Linked DNA regions of Callithrix jacchus: region 2 is linked to region 1. The links are chromatin contacts, called in public Hi-C maps. All regions are on one chromosome and are shown on one strand. The core of a region is the stretch at or near the end of the contact, and the rest is flanking DNA. Distances in the headings are between cores, read along the strand shown.

The links. Hi-C and Micro-C count contacts between places; a contact is called where the count stands out from the background.
Region 2: a Hi-C map of induced pluripotent stem cells shows a contact between it and region 1, with 3 times the contacts expected there. The contact joins two enhancer-like sites. A contact is called at or near these places in 2 of 3 Hi-C or Micro-C datasets (induced pluripotent stem cells and skeletal muscle).

The regions. Positions count from the first base shown.
Region 1 is chr17:15,892,873-15,900,768 of calJac240_pri, reverse strand. It overlaps TNIK (TRAF2 and NCK interacting kinase), which reads right to left. Exons shown (of 31, transcript XM_035278931.3): 9 at 6,272-6,350. Among named protein-coding and RNA genes, the nearest start is that of SLC2A2, 150 kb to the left of the region's middle. Within about 2 kb of position 4,903, at least 5 of the 16 cell types and tissues checked have an H3K27ac peak or open chromatin away from gene starts, as enhancers often do.
Region 2 is chr17:16,096,257-16,104,152 of calJac240_pri, reverse strand. All of the region lies in intron 2 of LOC128930035 (a long non-coding RNA gene), which reads left to right. Among named protein-coding and RNA genes, the nearest start is that of EIF5A2, 42 kb to the left of the region's middle. Within about 2 kb of position 4,147, at least 2 of the 16 cell types and tissues checked have an H3K27ac peak or open chromatin away from gene starts, as enhancers often do.

The DNA of each region.
Region 1 (7,896 bases), core at 3,654-6,153:
GAATCAGGGTTGGCTACACTGTGGACTAGAAAGAGTGACAGCCGGACACTCTATGCACCTCCTTGTTAAGTGCTTCTGTGCATATCCTTGCTTCTTCACGCTGAAAATCCTCAGCAGCGTCAGAGGTGCCTGAGCCATCTTTGCATCATCAACACACTACCTGATCTGCATGTTTGGTGCATGAGTGAATGCGTGATGAAGGTTCTGGGCAAGAGCTGCAATACGGCCACCTTCAAGTCTCCACTTTTGAGGGACAGAAAGGGAAGTTTGGAGAGCAGATATTCTTGTCTTTCTCAGATCAATCAAATACATTTATGGAAGCATAAGTATGATCTCATCCAAGAAGAAACCTTGCCAGAAAAAGGTAATGAAATAAAGGGCACTCCTAAGGAATGAACTGAAGAGAATGAGGTTAACCTGCATGAAGATGTAAAAAAAACTCCATACGGTACTTTTCCAGGTAGACAAATCAGTATTAAAAAGATGAAAACAAAAATTAAGACAGAAAGGTATGAAATATTTACAAGGAACATAAATGGCAGTTCTCTTTTTCTTGCTGGAAACTAAAAGAAAGTGCTTGTTTTGTGTGTGTGTGTGTGTGTGTGTGTGTGTGTGTGTGTGTGTGTGTGTGTCTCACTCTGTCACCCAGGCTGGGGTGCAACGGTGCTATCTCAGCTGACTGCAACCTCTGTCTCCAAGGTTCAAGTGATTCTCCTGCCTCTTCACCTCCCAAGTAGCTGGGACTACAGATGCGCACCACCACACCTGGCTAATATTTGTATTTTTAGTAGAGATAAAATTTTGCCATGTTGGCCAGACTGGTCTCGAACTCCTGACCTCAGGTGATTCACCTGCCTAGGCCTCCCAAAGTGCTGGGATTACAGGCATGAGCCACCGTGCCCACCAAAGTGCTTGTTTTTTATGAAATGCTCAACTAACTGTTAGAGGGTGATAAATAAATCACATTCAATTTAAAAGTGAGGTCGAGATTTAATAGACTGTACATTCTATTCCCTGATACTGACTTCTAAAAAAAAACAATAATAAATGAAATCTCCAGATTTCCAGAATCAAATAGTGTTCAAGTTTAATGAAATTAGTTATTAAACAGAGTCGTTTTTCCCAGTACGCCTTGCTGGGAGAAAAACCTCAGAGATATTCAAGAGAATAATTTTGGGCCTACATGTGCAGCATAAATGTACTTTAAACTCATTAGAACACTCAGCAAACAGGGAGGTAATGTTCAATACAGGTGAAGTGTTTTCACATGGGCTTACATGTGCAGAACTACAAAGCTGGTAATGTATTTCATATCGTTTTCAGATGATACACTTTGAAGAGAAAATAATGCTTACTTAAAATGAGTCTTCAAAGAAGGATTCATAGTCTCTTAAGTTAGCACGACCAAAGAATCAATATGCTTAACTACACACTTATTTAAGAGTGAAAACACTTCACCTATATTGAATATCACCTCACTGTTTGCCGAGTGTGCTAATGAGTTTAAAGTACATCTATATAACTTTATTACTTGAATCTCTCCTGATGGTAATTTAGTTCTGTTTCTTATAAAATAGAAACACCTAAGGTTAGTAATACTAATTTCCCAAGAGTTGGCATGGAGAAATAAATGGTAATGATTGGTGCCTGCGGTCTGAGAAGACCAGCTCTACTGTCAGAGTCACTAAACACTTTATCTTCCCAGATTTAACCTGTTCACGTGTTAGATTGTGTTGGGGGAATTAAAAATGCTGTAAAGATTGTCACATCAGCCACTATAACCAGTTGGGCTAAGGTTTTCGGTAATCATCATTTGACCTCAGAATTTGCATCGTCCCTGCCCTATTTCCCAAAGCTACCCTCTTCTTCCACTTTGAGTTGCATCACTTACTAACTTGGACAAATTATTTAACTTCTCTGTGCCTCAGTTTACCTGGCTGCCAATGGGGACATTATTGGTACTTATCTCAAAAAAAATGTTATGATAAGTGAATTAATTCATGTAAAATATTGAGAACAGTGCCTGGTATCATAAATGCCGTATGTGTGTTTGCTATTAAGATGATGATGACTATGATGACATTGCCCTGAGCAACCTCTGAGCATCACTGGGTTTATGGAACACAGTATCCACCTTTAGGACTGAGGAGCAGAAATCCCCACTTCTGGCCAGGTGCGGTAGTTCACACCTACAATCCCAGTGCTTTGTGAGACCAAGATGGATGGATTGCTTGAGGCCAGGAGGTCAAGACCAGCCTGGGCAATATAGCAATACCTTCTCTCTATAAATAATAGAACAAATTAGTTGGACATGGTGGCATGCACCTGTAGTCCTAGCTACTGGAGAGGCTGAGGTGGGAGGATCATTTGGGCCCAGGAGTTTTGGACTGCAGTGAGCTATGATTGCACCACCGTACACTAGCCTGGGTGACAGAATGAGACTCTGTCTCTAAAAATCAGAAATCACCATTTCTGTTGAACTGAGTAAACCTAGAGCTTTTTTAAGGGAATTATTTCATGTACAGATTAAATATGTTAGCGGGAAGAGTCAACTGGGCTGTTATCTTCAAGGAGGGTGCACAAAAAAAGTTAATTTTTAAAGTCTGTGTAATCGTTTTTAGCTGGATTTTAATAAAGTCCAAAGTTCAGTCACATTACTACCAGCAAATTACGTCTATTTGAAGGGTTTTCTGACATTTGCTCTGTATTATTATTTTATTTAGAAACACACACACACACACACAAGCTTCGTCCTATCTCAAAACAAAAGTCTGACAACACACCAAGATTCAGAATTGGTGCCTCATAAAATAACGGGGTGATTTAAACCTTGGAGCAAAAGCAAGAGGCTGGGTCCAGGCTGGCTTTCCCAGTGGGAGGAGCCTAGGACTCATGCAAAAATGCCCCTTAGCCTCACTGGCCCTCCACATCCTCATCTGGAGCATGAGCAGCTTGGACCAGTGGAGCTTGTATAGATAAGCAGTTATGGTTTTTCTAATGATCTCAGCTGAGTGCTGCTTTTCCTCTGTGGGCTTTTCAAATGTAAAAGGCACTTGAAAAGTATGAGTCACCATTTTGTACTTGATGCAACCATTTGTATCCTTCTCCAGAAGGCCCTTAAGGGAAACAATGGCACTGAGTATATTTATGAGGGCAGGTGAGTGTGGTTGAGCAGGGTGGCAGGAGAAGGGAGGAGAAAATCTTTTGAAGGAGATGGTTTACCCCTGCGAGTGGAATCCACCCACACACAAGAGACAGGAGGAGAAAATGGGAATCCCGGTCTCACTATTCACTTGCTGGTGCTGACACAGGGGTACAGGGTGAGAGTATCTTTGGTTTCCTCTGATTCAACTAAGGGTACAATCCTCCCAGACAACTTACTATTAAATGCCTGAACATTCGATGGTGCCCTAACTTCATAATCCCTCAGCACAAAGGGTCCTCCTCATCACACTAATAGGGAAGGAAGAACGGGGCTCCTGTGAGTGGTGGTGGTCTCTTTTTCCTTCATGATGACAGTGGAAAGAGCAGCGCCACTGCCTTTACTTCTCAAATCTTGAAGGCACAAGTTTAAAAAGAATTCACACTAAGAGACCAGTTTATGCCTTGCTTGTTGTAGACTCAGTCATGTGGAAAGTGACGCTCCGTTGAATGTTTGCCACGGAAGGAGTTCAGGGCCCTGCCTCTGCAGTGGCGCCCTCTTTGGTCATGTGCTGATAGATACACTGAGAATAATACTGTTAACCTGATAACTCGTTTAGGTAGAGAAGAGCTGGAAATAAAAGAACATTTTGGAGTTTAGCCTCTTGATTGGGGAAGGGAGTCTTTTCCTTTAAAAAAAAATAAACGAAATGTTTAATTCCCTCCCATACACTAGAGTCTATTAAAGTCAACACTAACTTACTTCAAATTACTTTTGACCTGCTCTTTCAAGATAAAATACTTTGAAATGTTTAAACATGTTCCCTTAAAAACTGGTGGAATTGTATTGCAGAGAAATGGGAGCCATGCCTGTAGTCAAGTATCACGTGCCTGGGGGCTGCACCACCCCCTCTGCAAAGGCTGGGATGGAAACGGAAATAGCACATTCTCAGGGCTTTCGATTCCCCAGTCACCCTTTCCGTGTCTAACATACGGGGCAGTTCCCAGAGCTTTCCTACCCAGCTTTCCTTACGCATCAAGGGAAAGGTGTGCAAGGTGGCAGGAGGAGATGAAATCGGCCTGGACTTCTCACTGTTTCCCAGCTTCTCAAGCTCCCTCTGGCATTATTAAAATTCGTTCTTGTCAAAGGTCTGAAGCAGAAAAATCAGCCTGCATTGTCCTAAAAGTTTGTATTTCTTAAACAAAGTCAGCACGCAGTTGATCTTTTTGGATCTCTATCAGCGAAAACCAACACTGTAGGGAAAGGAGTGTGAAATCTCTTCACGCACTTTTCTGTGGGGTCGGGCAGGTCACAAAAAGGGGTGGTGCCGATCACGGTTAAGATGAAAACCGGAGATGTGTCCTAACCAACTGACACCAGCCTCTGAGTTGGGGAGAGGTGGTGGCTGGAGCAGAAGGGCAACCCCTTGTCCTAAATGGGAGCAGGAGCTACTTAGCAGGCAGTTCACTGCATCTCTGCAAGGAAAAGGCCAGAAATCTACATGTACTGCTCAACTGACAGATTTTCAGGTGTTGCCAATTAATACACATATTTTTAAAACGGGTGTATGACCACACTGTGACAGCCAAATAAAATACGTCTGTGGAGGGCCGGTTTGTCCTTTTCTATGGAAAAGCTCAGAATACGTGTCCAGCAGCAGTAAAGAGAGAGGACGATAGGAGAGGGCAGGGAACAGGGTAAGTAAAGCCTGCTGTACACAGCACACTAGCTCAGATGTCAAGCAGGAACCTAGCAGAGGGCTTTGTAGTGTCACTGTCACTTCCAGGAAAGAGAACAGAGCCAGCCCCTCTCCCCGGGAGTCTGATCCAGGGAGAAGAGGAAGCAGGGTGTTGGGGTGCTTTGCTGATCACATGATGTGTGACACCCAATGGGAGGGCTGTTGCTGGGGAGAGAATGGTTGTCTTGTACCACAGTGACCTTCTGCAGAGGAAGGAGGAGCAGGGAACGCTCTGCCTCCTTGTTACCAATAGCAACTCTCACTCCCCTCGCAGGGCCCGGCAGTTCTGAGGCTGCCATCCCTTTTCTGGCTGTTTCCCTCCCTCTTTCTGTGCAGCATGCCATTGCACCAGGGCGGCTGTCATTAGTAGATGACTGGTAGTAATTAAGGCTGCCCCCTGTATGTGGGTAGGTGGGTGGGTGGGTGGGAAACATGAGGGCCCAATGAAGCGCCTGATCATGAAGGGCTATGGAAGGGGGCAGAAGGATCCTGTCCCTTCAGGGTCTCACTGCCCAGAACTTATCTCTAGAAAAATGATAGGTGGTCACAAGTGGTGCAGGAATTGTCCTCAGTGCAAGAGTGATCAGAGATTCAAGAATGCATCAGGGAGAACACACCACTTCCATAGGAAGGAAGGAGGAAGCAGTGAATTTCGGTTCTGGAATGGTAAGATAAAAAGATCCAGACTATAGAATTATCTCAAAAAAGTCAAATGTCCAACATCTGGCTTAACCTGTAGAACTGTTTCCCAAATGTCAGTCACAGCTGATCAACGTAATTTTTGCCATACCTCACACCGCCCATACTAGTATTCATGTAGTAGTTTTCTTTAAAGTAAGTCACCATTTTATGTAAGTTTATTAATAGGAAAAGTTATAGCGCTGCCCCAAAGAAGAAGCCAGTATCACCTGCCACATGTGAAGACAGTAGTAACAACAAAAAACAGCAAATGCTCATACACGTGCCAGAGCAGTAATCTCAGACATTACCCGGTAGGCATATAAACTTAGGGAATTACTGTTGTAAGAAACAGAAGAGAAATCAGCCAATCTAACAGGCGGCCTCTAAATTATCACCCTCTCTGATGATCTGTTCGGTGCTGCCAGGAAAGACAGGACTTGGGGTTAAAATCAAAGAGCTTTCATGTTATTACTTGGGCTTCACTTATGCATTTTGGCTAATACTTTCTTACCTTGAAGGTGGGAGAATAAAGACTTGCTGCACAAATAGTAGCTACTCAATATGTACTATAAGATGAATGACAGTTCACCAAGTCATAAGATGTATTAGTCTCATTCTATTAGCAGGACCTAGAGATTAGAGCTAATCCAAAATCGAATCACAAGCAAACCTCACCCTCAGATCTGCAAAACACTGAAGACCAGACTCACCACTTCTTAGACTTCAGCCGGGGCGCTGGGTTCCGGGGGATGAGGAAGAGGGCTCTCATAGGGTGCATGTCACAGAGTGCTGCAAGAGACCAAAACAAGGGCCAGATACAGTTAGGAGGCCAAAGCCAGGCCAAGCCTGTCGTGGCTGTGCAGGTAATGCTGCCTGATGTCCCACTGAGTTTACACACGACCACTGAGTACAAAGTCAGAACGTCCAAATGCTTCCATGTGATGAGCATTTGAAGGATTCGATGTCCATTTAACGGGAGTCTCGTCAAATACAACACAGTTTATATAGCTACTGCCAACATCTCCAGTGAATCCACGTCTACTTCATGCTGAAGGAAACTATGTTAAGGGATCAACAACCAGCCCTCCTTGCTGTGAATGACCGCCTGGCATTTCAAGTAAATAACATCAGGTGACAACTACAATGGAGAGGGTAAGCTATTTACAATTAGTAAAAGCCAAAGCGGTAAATAAAAGACATTTGATTATCCAGGCTATTTCTTTTGCTTGACAGCTCATCCAAATGCAACTTTATCTACAGATTTTTGGAGTCCAAAACACCAGAGCCCGATTTTCTCTGCTTCCAGATATCCTGAATGGTTTTCAAGGTTTTGTAAAGGGTTTTGTTTCATTTTGTTTTTAAATTCACTGGCCCCAGGAAGCCCAGAGGATTAAGTCACACAGAGTCTGGCAGAAAAACAAAATTATAAAAAGATCTCTTCTTGTAAACATGACATTATCGTTTATAGTGAAAGCGCTCATATGTTCTTATTTTAATAAAAACATTTTATTAGTTTACTTTTCAAACATCTGGGAGAATTTCTACGTTGTAGCTAGAATAAGAATATGTGCTTCTGGAAAGCCAAAGGATTCTGTGGGCAGAAGTTTATTTTTAGCCCTGTCTACCACTCATCAAGAATGGTAATATGGTTTAAGACTGCAATATATTATTTTTCTGATTCACACACGCCTAGTAGCATTGTGAACGAGGTCAGTTTTGTCAGCCAGCACTCCAAGTCAATCATGCTACAGATGAGTTCTACCAATTCTAGACTGAAAGGTAAGAGAACGATGACAACCTGAAGGTAAAAGTCATAAGTATAACGACCTGTCGTGCAGATAAAGCTCCTATTTTTGTCCTGGTCCTCTGAGATGCAGACACCAGGGATATCACTGTGGAAATTACTATGTGAATGGAAATGGGAAGGAGACAGGCAGAACGGGAAGTCATCAGATTGCTATCCAAGTCTGACCCTCAGTGAAGGAGAGAGGGAGAAAAGGCAGGTGGATGGATCCCAAACTGTCCTGCGGGTCCTGCAGAGTCATAGGGGATTACTTGGGTGAAAGTTGCCTATAAAGGAATCTTGTATCTCCAGGAAAGGGCCTGCCTTAGTATCCCCACTGTGCTAGGTCACTGGTGGGGAGTGACCCTTGAAAGGTGTGGCCTGGTGCCATTGCAGCAGCTGGGGCTGACAACCAGTTACACTTCCTATATGGAAATCGTGAGGCACAGTCTCCTGACAGAGACTCTCTGCTGGGTCCAATACTCCAAATCTCAAGGAAATGAGATTCTCAAGACTGCTGGAGCCCTGGCCACTCTGCCCCAAGTAGAAAAG
Region 2 (7,896 bases), core at 2,898-5,397, 200 kb before region 1:
TTTTACCTGGAAGGAGTTCCCATCTGAAAATGGAAGAAATTTTCAGTGAGGCAGATTTTGGGTTGATTTAATGAAGTAGTTTCCAACATTTAGAGCTACTTAACAGAAACAAACTGCCTCAGAAGGGACAATTGTTTAACAGACTGTTTTTTTAGGGTAGTTTTAGGTTCATAGCAAAATTGAGAGGAAGGTACAGAGAGTTCTCATTTACCTCTCCCCACACACATGCACAGCCTCGCCCATCATCAGCATTTCCCACCAGAATGGTACATTTGCTATACTCCCTGAGCCTGCATTGACACATTATTGTTATCCAAAGTCCATAGTTTACATTAGTGTTTGCTCTTGATATTGTACATTCTATAGGTTTGGACAAATGTATAATGACATGTATCCACTCATAGAGTATCATGTAGACTATTTTTACTGCTCTAAAAATTCTCTATGAGGTGGAGTGATTTTCACAAGTTAAAATAACCACACACTTGGCAGAGTCCACTGGATAAAATCCACAACTGCTGATTTCAGAGCTTATCTGTGCCACAAGTGGACTCTGAAATGCATTAGGAAAGCGCATGAACAAAGGCACATTAAACTTTGATTTTGTACTACAGAGAAACTGTTATTGACAAACCCAACTTCAAATTGCAGACTTGCATCAGAACATGAGCACATTATCTTGCACTGAATTCCACAAAGGAATTAATATTGCCACATCCTCAGATTAAATTTGGCTCTATAATAGATAATTGGGGACCCCTCTCCTTTGTTACTGTTGAATCTATCAATATTTGTGATAAAATTTAGATTCTGACACTACAATCCAAACCAGCCTTCTACCAGAGACCCCCTCAAAATATTTTTCCTGCAATGAAAAGGCATTGAAAAGGACAAAAGGAACCATGCTACATTTTTGTTAAGTTTGCTTCCAAGGTGTAAGCAGAATAAATATCCTTGTTATTGAGCAAGATTTTCACCGTGGGTTTCCTAGTGTAAAATGTTTTTGACATATTTTGGACTAATGAAAAACAACTATGCTTTGGAACAGACTTTAAGTGGGAGTTGATATGTGCTGATCAGTTTTAAATTGATTTACAATTCATGAAGCCCTTGGATAGCTGAAAAGAATGGCAACTGAATGAAGCAGCTTGCTGAAGGTCACAGGGATAATCAATAGAGGTCAACAGTACATTAAGGCTGGGAATGGAGCTGGGTGGGAGCCCACTGCTGCTGTTGCAGTGGCCATTTGGTCACAGGGAGTGACTGACTCTTCATACATGGTATTTTCATATCCTTTGAGGTATTATCTGTTTTATATAACTGAATAGTTTATTCTTAGTGGTTATAATTCAAGTTGGATTATTTCTAAGACCAAACTATTATAATACCTGGGAACTATGTAGAAATCTACAGTGGAAAATTAGAAGTGGCATTTTATAGGCTATCATTATAATATGCTGTGAGGTGTTTGTTTCTTTAAGAAAATGTTTCAGCCCTTCACTTTTAGATAAGTTCACCTTTTTTTAGGTGGGGCAGGGTCCTATTCTGTTATCTAGGCTGGAGTGCAATGGCATAACCATGACTCACTGCAACCTTAACCTCCAAGGCTTAAGCAATCCTCTTGCCTCAGCCTTTCAAGTGGCTGGGACCCATCAGCATATGCCACCATGTCCAGTGAGTCTGCCAGTGTTGAAGGGGCAGTTCCTTTGGCTTATTTAAACTCAGAAGTGACTTCCTTATCTTTCTCTTAAAATCACCTCTCTTTTTTCAGTGAAGGTTGGCGCCATCTATTCAAGCCAGCCAGGGTCGAACGTGAGGCTCAGACTCATTGTGTCTCAGAATTGGAAGGGCCCTTACAGGACCTAGTTCAGTCACCCATTTGGTGCTTGAATCCTTTACCATCATACAGTTTGTGATTCCCCAAGTAGTTGAGCACTTACTCAATATCAGGTACTATGCTCATTCTACTGAATGATCATTTCTGCCAAATATTGAGCATCTTCTAGAAAGAAAAACGATTTAGCCATAAAAAAGCACAGCCTGGCCTAGTGGAGGAGGTAGCTGGGAACATTTTAATGTGATGTAGTGGGTGGTTTGTAGAGGTAATGCAGAAGAAGAAATGGGCAAGAGAGGAATGAGCCTCTTCTAGCTCAGAGGAGGCTCCAGGGAGGGAGAGTTGGGGCTTGCTTTCTAGAAGAGCAAACAGTAGAAATGAATCTTGAAGGATGAATAGGAGTGATCTAAGTGACTGACAGATGTGTGCTCCAGGCAAGGAAAGTACAAGGGGAAAACATCCCAGAGGGACCATGTATATCTCTCTACATTGTGGTTTTCTCATCTGTAAGAGCATTTACTTTAGAGGAGTGTTGTATGTAATAAATAAGAAAATATTTATGTTTATAATGGACATAGTAAATGCTAGAGCATTTTGATATTATTACAACTGCTAAAGTATATCTGTACAAAGATATCAAAATAACCTTAGAGCCAGCAGGTGGGCCCCTCGAGCCCACAATATTTTCCTGATAGACTAATATATTTGTAGAAAGACTGTCCAACCTGAAAGTACCTTAGAACCTAATGATACTAGGTACTTAAGTTATGCCAACTCCTCTTGCTTGCTGATATTCCATGTTAACTGAGAACGGTGTTGATTTGTCTTCTCTTGGGACCAAGTCAGGTCAACATGAGTCTTCAGTTGCTTCACAACTTTATTTCCTCATTGTCAAATAATTTCCCACTCTGATATTAAGACCAGTCTCTTATCAAGTTTTAATAACACCCGTACAGCATGGACTATGTGCTAGACACTGATCTTAACACTATTCAAATATTAACTTATTTCATTCTGATAACAATCATAGAAGGTGGCTGTTAGCATTATGATCACCATTTTTAAAATGCAGAAAGTACGACACAGGAAGCTGACGTAACTTGCAGCTAGTAAAGGGTGGAGCCCAGGTTCAAAATGAGGTAGTCTGACTCTAGAGTTTCTGTTCTTTATCACCACATATGCTGCATCCCTGAAGCAGGCAGCTCGGGGACCTACAAAAATGACTTTTGAGCCCACAAGGCTGAGGTCAAACCCTGAATCATGGTAAATGTGGCAAGAATATGTCACTTTGCTGGGCGTGTCTGATTGCCTTTGGGAGCTGGTCTTCTGAAGTGCCTGAATATCGGCTTTGCTTGGAGTTTAGACTTTCAGTTCATCCTCAATAAAATAAAGAAAGTGATGAGTCATCTTTTGCTTTGAAGATATCCAATGCAGTGGCCTTCACTGAGACTTTTAGCTTACCCTGCATTGGATCCAAAGTTTGCCCTAATCTAAACAGGAAGGGAGGGCCTTCAGGTCTGGATAAAAGAAAAATCTCTGAAATCTATAGCAGAATAGTTCTTCTGCCATATTTGGAACAAGAATTTACATTTCTCAGATTTGAAAGTGTTTTTTTCCCATTCTTATGGAGAGTAGTATAGTTTGAGTTTATCTCTGATGAAACAGAGGTGGTCAGTAGCCCACCATTACAGGTGCCCTGAGAGAGTCATACGTAGAAGCCAAATTCTAGGCGAGTATACATTGCTCATTCCTGAATACATTTGAGCACAAATCCTGTCAGGCATCCCAGCCTTGCTGAACTAGGCTGAACTCTGTGAGAACCAGGACTCCTTTTGCCTTCCTAGCATAAGGCCAAATCCAAAAACAGATTTTCATTGCGCCTCCGTCACTGCTCACAGTCCGTACTTGACCACTGAGGTCTTACCATGCTGGTGACAAAAAGAAGCAAGGACAGGTGAGTTGCTAAACCCCAGAAAAGTTTTTGCTTTTCTCCACACTTGCAGCCCTCTTTACAGTTGGGGAGAGCTTCCTAAGGCAGAGCTTAGATCTATCCTCAATAGCATCCTGGAAGAGAACAAAGCTCGGGGAGCTGAGAACCAAGAAAAGCTGGAAAGAGAGAGAGAACCCCAAGAGCCCTTCTTGCTGAAGCGAGGGCTTTTACCTACTTCTCTGACAGAAAGCTGCATCTCCTAACAACACACCCTTAGTGTGTTCTCTATCAGTGCTCCGTGAGGGATGGATGAGCTTCTGTGGAGTGGGGGTGGAGTTGGGAGAGAGTAGAGAGAGGGATGGTGTTTGAGCTCCCCTAAAATTTGGCTTGTGCCACAAACACCTTGTAAAGAGCAAATAAAGTCATGGCTTCATCTTAGCTGCTCTTGAAATTCATAGATGAGGCATGATAGAGGGTATTATGGAAGAGAATAGCACGGACTTGGGCTTCTACGGCTAGGAAACGGGAAGGCAGGATTCAAATTGAGCTAGTTAGAATCCTGCTTTCCCATTTACTAGTTCAGTGGCCTTGCCCAATTCACTTGACTGCTCTGTGCCTCAGTTTCAATAATAGCAGAGTTTAGAATTGTAAAAATGTTGAGGACGAGTGTGTATGACAGTGGCACAGGTCAGACAACTCAACAAATCCACAGTTATAGTTGGAGATGTCAACACTTCTCTCTTAGTGATTGATGGGACAAGAGGATAGAAAAATCAGTGTGGATATCTGAACAGCCTTATCAACCAAATTGACTTGATTCAAATTCATAGAACACTCTGCCCCACAACCTCGACTACACAATTAGACTGTCCACCAGATGATTCAGCGCCAAAATGACTGGAAGTTTTGGTTTGATTTTTGGTCTCTAATTGCTAAGTTAATATAAAATGATATTTTATAACAATTGTAGAACCAATAGGACAGTGATTCTTGTCTCACTGTGCATATAGCTTATCTTGATTTTTTTCGCTTTTCATAGTTCTATATATACAGCATTTAGATGCTTTCTCCCTTCGGGAAGTGCAAATGAAGGACATCTACCTTGTTAATCCTTCTTGTACTACTTCCCCGGGAATGTGAGGTGGGCAAGGGATGGTGACGGAGATTGGAAAGTGAATTTGAGGATGGGCATTGAATTTTAAAACATATTTCTACATACCTTTTTATTTGACAGTAATAATAACGCAGGGGAAGAGGGTAGGTCTTTGGCATGTTGTCAGGCTATTGCTCTTCCTTTGCTCAGCTTTCACTGAAGTGCTCTGTTCTCAGAAACCGTCACCTGTTTCTTATTCTAGGTAAGTGATGGCAGGTGATGTGATAGTTAATTGTGAAGAACATCCACGATTGTTTTTCCTACCTACAAAAGAGGTATTAAGAATAATAGGACAAGGCTGGGTGCAGTGGCTCACGCCTGTAATCCCAGCACTTTGGGAGGCTGAAGCAGGCTGATTGCCTGAGCTCGGGAGTTTGCGACCCGCCTGGGCAACATGGTGAAACCCTGTCTCTACTAAAATCCAAAAAAATTAGCCAGGTATGGTAGCATGTACCTATAGTCCCAGCTACTTTGGAGGCTGAGGCAGGAGAATTGCTTGAACCCGGGAGGCAGAGGTTGCAGTGAGCCTGCGCCACTGCACTCCAGCCTGGGTGACAGAGAGAGACAAATAAAAACAGGACAAAGAAGATTTTATCAACATAGGAAAATAAAAATCATATAAAAAGAACTATTCGTGAGAAGAGTGCGAGGCAGTGCAAGCAAATGAAGAAATCTGTACCGGGTGGATGAATCATTACCCTGACTTCCTCTGGGTTTTTGCTTGCTGATGCTCTCCTGCTGAGATAGACCCGCTTTTGCAAGGCAGAATGGGAGGTGAGTAAATAAGAAGCGGGTATTCGCTTTTATTATCACAGTACCCTACATGTCGGTTCAAGGAAATTCTGATGACGAAAGTGCTGTAAGTTTCTGGAATTAGAACCCAAATTACTCTTAGAATTCAAAGAATGAGGGTAGGGACAGCACCAGTTGCTTATTTGATAAAACAGAAGAAGCCTGATGGAGAACATCTTGGTGCATTAGGAAAACAGCCTCAAGGCTCCCGCTGACAGGACACTTTTCCCAAGTACTATTAATTATAATGCGTTATTAGCTAACTGCAGGCAGTGACATCCTTTGCATGTTAACTAAAGTGCAACAGCCATGTAGCTAGTGGGGCCTACTCAGTCTTTAAAATTGTCTTAATCATTAGTGAATTAGTTAAACTATAACGTTAAGAGATAAAAATAATCATCGTTGTTGCTTGGGAACAAGTCTAAACTGGAACTGGTTTTCAGAGGTCCTGAGTACAAATGTTCTTGACTGTGTAGATTGATGGGTGACAATGAACATAGAGTTCTAGACCCAGCCATCCTCACTCTGACCTCGTCAGGGTTACATAATATCCTAAGATCGTTGTTACGGGTTTGATTTTTGCTTTGGAGCCGTGGTAGGGTGTGAGGGAGGGAAGATGGTACCATAGGCTTTATATTCAGTTCTCAGTCATTCAGAAATTTGCAGTGCAGTTGGCAAATTTTTGAAACTCGTGTTCCTTTCAGTGCTTTCTTTCTTTGGATCATTTCACTGATTATTAATGGCTCCACCTGGGGAGGCCTGGAAATGATGCTGAAACTCAGTCAAGCCTCCTTGGCAGTTCTGGAAAGAGGTTTTCAGTGCAGAGGCTGCGAAGAGAAGCTCAAATTGTGCTTTAGGATTATCTCTGGATTTTGATGATTGGCATATTCTTCTTCTGCCACAAATCACCCAGACTTAAGAGAACAAACAAGACTTAATTGGACTGGTTTTGATTCATGTTTTGATGACTGACCACAGGCAGAAAACATGGTGGGAAAAAAAAACCTATCCTCAAGTGAACTGAGAAGAGAAATTCATTGCTTTTCATTTTATCCAAATATTTTTAAATGGCTAAATTTAATTTAAAAAATTACATTAAAATTCACAATTTTTGGTTTTGCTTTTTTTGAGTCTGGACAAATAAATATATGGTTCAGTAAACCACTACCACAATCAAGATAAGGAGCAGTCCCATCGCCCCCCCTAAACTGCTGCTGCTTTGTATGTCAGTCCCAACTCCTTGCATGCACTCCTGTTACCTAGTCTATACTTTGACCCTTTCTAGATGTGTTCTCAATGGAGTCAGATTATGTAGCCTTTTGAGTCTGGTCTCCTTCACTTAGCCTAACACATCTGAGATTCATCCATGTTGCTACATATATCAGTTGTTTATTCTTTTTTATTACTGAGAAGTATTCTATAATTTATCAGTTCATCAGTTGAATGATATATGGGCATTTCTGTTTTTGATGTTTATGAAAAAAGCCACTATAAACATTTCCACACCAGTTTTTAAGAGAACAAAAATTTTCTTTTCTCTTTGGTAAATATGTAGGTGTGAGACTGCCGGGTCTTAAGTGTGTATTTAACTTTATGCCACTGCCAAACTGTTTTTCCAAAACGCTGTCCCATTTTGCATTTCCACCAGCAGTGAATGGGAATTCCAGGCACTTTCCATCCTTAATAACACTTGGTATTGTCAGGCCTCTTTCTCTTACTGATTTCTAAATTAATTTTTAATGATTAGAAAGTACACTTTATATGATTTCATTTCTTTTACATTTGTTCAGATATATTCTATGATCTATTTTGGTGAATGCTTCATGTATACTTGAAAAGAACGTGTATTCTGCTGCTAAAAAAGAGAGTATATTTAAAAATGTTGATTAATTTCATTTGTTTATTGGTCAGGTCTTGTGCATCCTTACTTTTTTTTTTGTCTACATGTGTCAAAGTTTTCAACTACAGTGTAGATTTGTCTATTTTTCCCCTTTCATTGCTGTCAGTTTTTCTTCATATATTTTGGAACACTTGTTAGGTGCATACATATTTAGGATTGTTCTATCTTCTTGGTGAATTGACCTTTTATTGTGTAAGATATCTCTCTATCTTCCATTGCATTTGTGGTCCTAAAGTCTACTTTATCTGGCTTTAATATAGACACTCCAGCGTCCTTCTTTTTTATCA